2 separate regions of the Mus musculus genome follow, and region 1 is linked to region 2. The links are chromatin contacts, called in public Hi-C maps. All regions are on one chromosome and are shown on one strand. Each heading gives the region's core, a stretch centred on a gene start, on an enhancer-like site or on the middle of the called end of the contact. The rest is flanking DNA. Distances are from core to core; before and after follow the strand shown.

The links. Hi-C and Micro-C count contacts between places; a contact is called where the count stands out from the background.
Region 1: a Hi-C map of the N1E-115 cell line shows a contact between it and region 2, with 6 times the contacts expected there. The contact joins two enhancer-like sites. A contact is called at or near these places in 8 of 484 Hi-C or Micro-C datasets (the N1E-115 cell line, embryonic stem cells and liver), 1 of 115 datasets of contacts at active chromatin or transcription factors (embryonic stem cells) and 1 of 9 other capture datasets (embryonic stem cells).

Annotation. Positions count from the first base shown.
Region 1 is chr19:56,080,169-56,082,868 of GRCm38.p6, reverse strand. Gm4470 (a long non-coding RNA gene) reads right to left here. Exons shown (of 3, transcript XR_386811.3): 2 at 1,633-1,747; 3 at 1,454-1,530. It overlaps Gm52387 (a long non-coding RNA gene), which reads left to right. Exons shown (of 3, transcript XR_003952892.1): 3 at 1,319-1,393. Among named protein-coding and RNA genes, the nearest start is that of Gm4470, 3.5 kb to the right of the region's middle. Within about 2 kb of position 1,353, at least 1 of the 459 cell types and tissues checked has an H3K27ac peak or open chromatin away from gene starts, as enhancers often do. A contact at or near this core is called in the N1E-115 cell line, where this site is marked.
Region 2 is chr19:56,201,384-56,204,083 of GRCm38.p6, reverse strand. No RefSeq gene overlaps it. Among named protein-coding and RNA genes, the nearest start is that of Gm32028, 25 kb to the right of the region's middle. Within about 2 kb of position 1,428, at least 28 of the 459 cell types and tissues checked have an H3K27ac peak or open chromatin away from gene starts, as enhancers often do. A contact at or near this core is called in the N1E-115 cell line, where this site is marked.

The DNA of each region.
Region 1 (2,700 bases), core at 104-2,603, 120 kb after region 2:
GGCCTCCAAAACTACTATACGTTAGCTTACTCCTTTCCAATGTTTGGAGCCAACTCCCAATGTCTATTTATCTCATTCACAGTGTCATTGTTTCTAACTGATCTTTCATATTCTTTTAAGTTTAGTTTTGGTGAATGGGACAGATCTGTTATAATTATCTCTGAACTCAAATTCAGGCTAATTATTTCTTAAGATTCTAGAGCATCCCTGATGCACTGTCTTTCTTGTTTCCAGCAGAAATGTATTGTTTGAGGTTTCTAAGTACCTCACCCTCTACGCCTCAGGATGCGAGTGCAACAAATAAAGGGTACATTGAAATAGAGTATTTCAAATAACCTGCAGCATCATTAAAAACATCAAATTAAATGAACAGAAAACAAACAGACTCAAGTTTCTGTCTGTAATCAGATATTCTTTGTTAAGGGCTCCCGAGTGTATTTCAATACCGGCTATACCAGCTTGTAGCTTCCCAGTTAAGTACTCATCTTACAGGGCAAATTCTTTTAAATGATGGGAGAAGAGAAGGGAGGAAACCCCTCAGCTCCAGCAGACCTCCAGAATGAGCTCAATTTGCCTTGGCTTTCATGCATCATGGAAGGCCTAGCTTCAATTTTCAATCCAAACTCTAAGTCAAAACCTCATTAGCACAGTCAACTACCATCAATATGCTCTGGTCTCTTCCATGATAGAAAGGCTTCTTAGTCATGGGCTAGAGTTTAGAAACTGACCAGATGGTCCAACGTCTCGATGCTACTCCTAACATTTGGGACAGAAAGTTCATCTAAGTATGCCAGGGTCTTTAGTGTTCCTGCCGCCCCTCCCTCTGAAACGCAGGTGAATGTCATTTACTGTCCTGAGCAAAGATGTCTCCAAACATTTCCATATTCTCTTCCACATCCAACAAGAGGCATTCCCAGCGGCCTGTGGCTGTCCTCAGCCATGAAGCTCTCACAGTGTGTGTGTTGTCTTCATAGAGGCTGATGACCATCAGCACCATCAGTGTTGTTTTGCTTAGTGTGTCCTCTTCATAGGAGCTGATGATCACCAACACCATCATTGTTCCTATGGCTCAGATGCACCTGCATCACCAAAGCAGGTGTTTCACCCAGCTGTGTGCCAACATCTGTCCCAGCCCTAAACAATGCTCAGTGTGAAATTTGAAAGGACAGCACAGCACAGGGGTCAAAGGGACCCATGTTTCAATTCAACCTTTGACCTTTCCCTTATATACATATGACCTTGAGAGGCGACTTTTATCTCTGTGAGTCTTGGTTTCTTTATCTAAGAGTTGAGTTAAGAAATCCATTTCACTTCTCAGGTTATACGAAGACTGGATGACATCGTTCACCGGAGCCACGTAGAGCCACACCTGTCACTTAACACTGGCTCACTCAAGACTGCCTTCCATCAATGATGGCACTGCCAGAGATTCCCAGAAAGGAAGAGCACTGCAAAGGTTATAGCTCAAGTAGGTAACTCCTGATTATATTCAGTGGATGCTCTTTTGCTGTGCCTTGGTGTTCTTTGAATCTACAGAAGGAAGTAAATATTTTCCTATGTTAATGAGTCAAGGAGCCAAAAAATAAAATAAAATAAAATAAAATAAAATAAAATAAAATAAAAATCACGTACCATCAGGCCAGGAAACATATTGAATGAAGTCAATGACACAGAAGACATGATCCAGGAAGGAGATTTTCATATGGCCACCTGTACCTCTGCCTTGGCAGCGCCATCCACACGTTTGCTTGAGGAAAATGCAAGTCACCTTCAGATCTTCTTTCGCCCCGTCCATCCACCACCCACACCACATCGCCTCTCCTCCTGTCTCACTGCTGCCATTCTGACCCACATCACCACCACTTTCCACCTGGAACTCTGCAATACTTTTCCTGTCTTGTCCATTCCTGCCTCCCTAGACTTTGTTTCCTGTTAGGTAGCCAGAGTGATCCTTAGAAAACCATACAAGTCATTTCCTTTTCCTGCTTAGAAGTCTCCCGATATCCTCTTTGTTGTTGTGTTTAGAATGAAACGCCACCACCTAGTGTCACTTGGTGCTGCCTGCCTCTCCTGGCCTTAGCATCCAGGACAAGTCTGCCTCAGCTGCACACTCCTCCCCTGGATTGCCACCAAACCAAGCTCTTTCCTCTTCAGGGTGCTTGCACCTGTTCCCTCTGGCTGGACACTCCAAAGCCAGAGCTCTGTAATCACAAATCACACTCGACTCCTCTCTGCTCTTTCCTAAGGCTCAGAAGGATGCCTGGGCGATAGTAAGCACTTAGCTGTTTATGATGAGGTGAATCAACAGTCAAAACAACCAGACACAGTGCAGTGGAGGTTGGTAGCCACACCCTATATAGTGGGTGACAATTCTTTCTGTGAGGGTTTCATCTACTGAGAGAAAGTTGAGTCCACACTCTCAAAATTCACAACCAACTATCGGAGAAAACCGGGAAGTTCGAGTCCAGAAAGGCAGTGAGTTAAGGGCTTCATTTCTTTAGGCAGATGAGCATTCGTTTATGCCAAATGCCGCACATAACTGTTAGAGTTAACCACGAGGTTGCCAGCAGCCATAAAAAAAAAAAAAAAAAAATTGCTCCATCTCAGCCCACAACAGTATCTGCCGCAGGGCTGACATTTCAAAGCTAATTCAATTACTTTGTCTTTCCTGGAAATGCACAATCCGGTCACATAATAGGA
Region 2 (2,700 bases), core at 179-2,678:
ATCCCGCCCTCCTGAAGCACATAGCCAAATGAAGTCCAGAGACAGGAAGTGACTGTTTCAAACTCGTACCAGAATTACTTATCTGAACCAAGTCCATTGTACCAGCCAAGACAGACTAAGTCGTGCTAACGAAACAACAGCTTCCCAGTGCGGGAACACACCCTAAGAAACATAACGCTTTTTCTCGGTTTTTATTTGTGGACATACTCCAAGTCCATCCCATATTGGTAGCGGGAATCATGGAGCCAAGTAGACTGATGGAGCTACCATCATATCAAATAGTCCGAATTTCAAACAGCCGAGGAAAGAATTTCGGATGTCTAGCTTCAGATGTGAAAGGCACATGGGTCATTTCTGCGCAAAGTCATTGGTCAATCTAACCACAACCGGAGTGGGAGGAGCTGTGTCTGGAGGAGGGTGTTCATTCTCTTTACTCCTGTCCTCTAGTACTAGCTGCTTCATTCTATCTTCCGGAAGGATGTTCCGTAACCCACAGCCGGCTTTCCTGGAAGATGTAGTGTTCTTCCTGGGGATATGGGGATGGGAGAAACAGACAGCCTATATAAACTCCAGAGCTAACCACAGGAAGCCCCGGACCAGCTACATGTGCGCTGTGGACCCCGCTCTGACACTCGGGACCGGGCACCCTTTTGAGTTTCTCCCTTTTTGAGCTATGGGCCCAGCAGGCCTGGGGCAATGTTTCAGGAGAGGTCTCTAATTTTTGTATCTAGCATCTGCTTCATGCCTAAAGAAGTAGAGTTCTTGGACCCTGCTGTTGACCCCCGGGGGAAACTAAGTAAGCAGTTTGATACCCCATTTTTCTTAGTCCCAGGCTCTCTTTTGTGTTACATAACTGTGGTTGTCAGGTTCAATCTGATTATTTCGCTGGGTAGACTAGCAAGCGTTTGGATGAATTGTCCCTTGCCCCTAAGCTCAAATGCTCATATTTTCAGTTCAGTGCGCAGAAGGCCCTCACAGGGTCCAATCTGGGTTTCTTTTTCCTTTTCTTTTTCTCCCTCCTTCCTATTCTTTCCCTCCAGTAATATTCACAGCATTTCCCATTCTCTTTTGGAAGCAGTCTCAGTCTGTAGCCCAGGCTGGCCTCGGACTGGCGCCAGTCCTCTTGCTTCAGCAGCATTCATGCTGGGATTACAGATGACACAATCACGTCCGGCTTTCCAGTTTTCTGTTTCTGTCATAATTTATCATCCTGTTTCCCAACCCCTTCCTTTAGAGACCTGGTCCCTGTGGATCTATAACTTCTAGGAGAGCTGGGGAGTGGGGGTGGGGGTTGAGACTGTGTGTACCAAGTTCAATTTCCACACCTTGATGGTTTTACCCAAGGCAGCCTCCATGGGCGGGCAGAGCAGGAGTGGGTGGGCAGACCTGCTCATTCATGGCTCTGTGATTGCGAGTGTGCAACCCTGCAGCCCTGAGTCACACTGACAGATCGCCTGTCTGGACTTTGTTTATTTAGAATGCTGCAGACACCCAGAGGCTGAGGATGAACAAGCATCCGAATGTTATGTTGTCACAATGCAGTCTCCTTGGGCATATCAAGTGCCAGCTCCATCTAGAAACCCAAGGGACCACAATCTGGACTCCCTAACCAACAGGTACAATCATTTCAGATCAATATTTTAGTGTGGTATTATCCAGTTTGTGATCAAAGCTTTCAGAGGCTGAGAGGAATTCTCATGTCCAATCTGGAATTCTTAGAGCCTCAAGTCCTCATCAGGACAGGCTGATCTGTAGGCATGTTTGGGTTCTGTTGCTTTTTTCCTGAGCTGGGTCCAAGATGTTGCCCTAGATGTGAGAGCCTCTCCTTGGCAGACTTTGACAGAGCATGCTGTCAGAAGAGTCCTAAGAATTAAAAGAGGGTTTTCTTGTGTTCTTTTCAGGAAATAAATGTAAAAGATTCAAAACTGTGTTCACACAAATTTTCCTCTGCTGATGTCCAGCTGGGGAAAGATGGGAGAGGAACAGAGAGAGAGAGAGAGAGAGAGAGAGAGAGAGAGAGAGAGAGAGAGAGAGAGAGAGAGAGAGACCTGGGCTTGATTTGCTAAAGGATGGAGCTGGGGACCACCTTGCTCTGGCCTGGAGGTGCCACAAGATGGCAGCATTTCTGAATCTTCTCAGTGCTCAGGGGGCCAGCCTGCAGGGCACAGGGCTGCCTTGGCCTGACCTGTCTTCCCTGCATTAAGAAGTATTAAGAGGTCCAACCAGAACATCTGCTTGAAGGGCTGGATATCCACAGTCCAGCTCTCTCAACAACATCAACTCAGTGGCCATGTGGACCCTACATTGGATTGACTTAGTTTTTTAAAGAAACTGCCTTTTGGCCAGCTGTTGTACAAAGCTAAGGAACTCTGGGGTGCATTAGGAAGCACAGCCTTTGAGCCTCAGTCTGGGCACTGAGGGCTCCATCAACTGTCTGGCATCAAGGCCAGAAGCCCTGCTCTTCCAACCTCCAACACCAGGATCTAACAGCCTAACAGGCAGTTTTGTCAAGGCAACCCTTCTTGGTGTGTATCCTGGACAGCTTACTCACTTACTCGCTTGTAAATCAACATTCATTTGGCAACTTTTGAGCCAGAGTCTCCAGGGAAACAGAGTAAAGCTCTTCCATCATGGAATCTGCATCTCGGATGTGCCGCTGGAGGCCAAGTTCATGAAACTTTGTTGCGAAGGGTCTTGTAG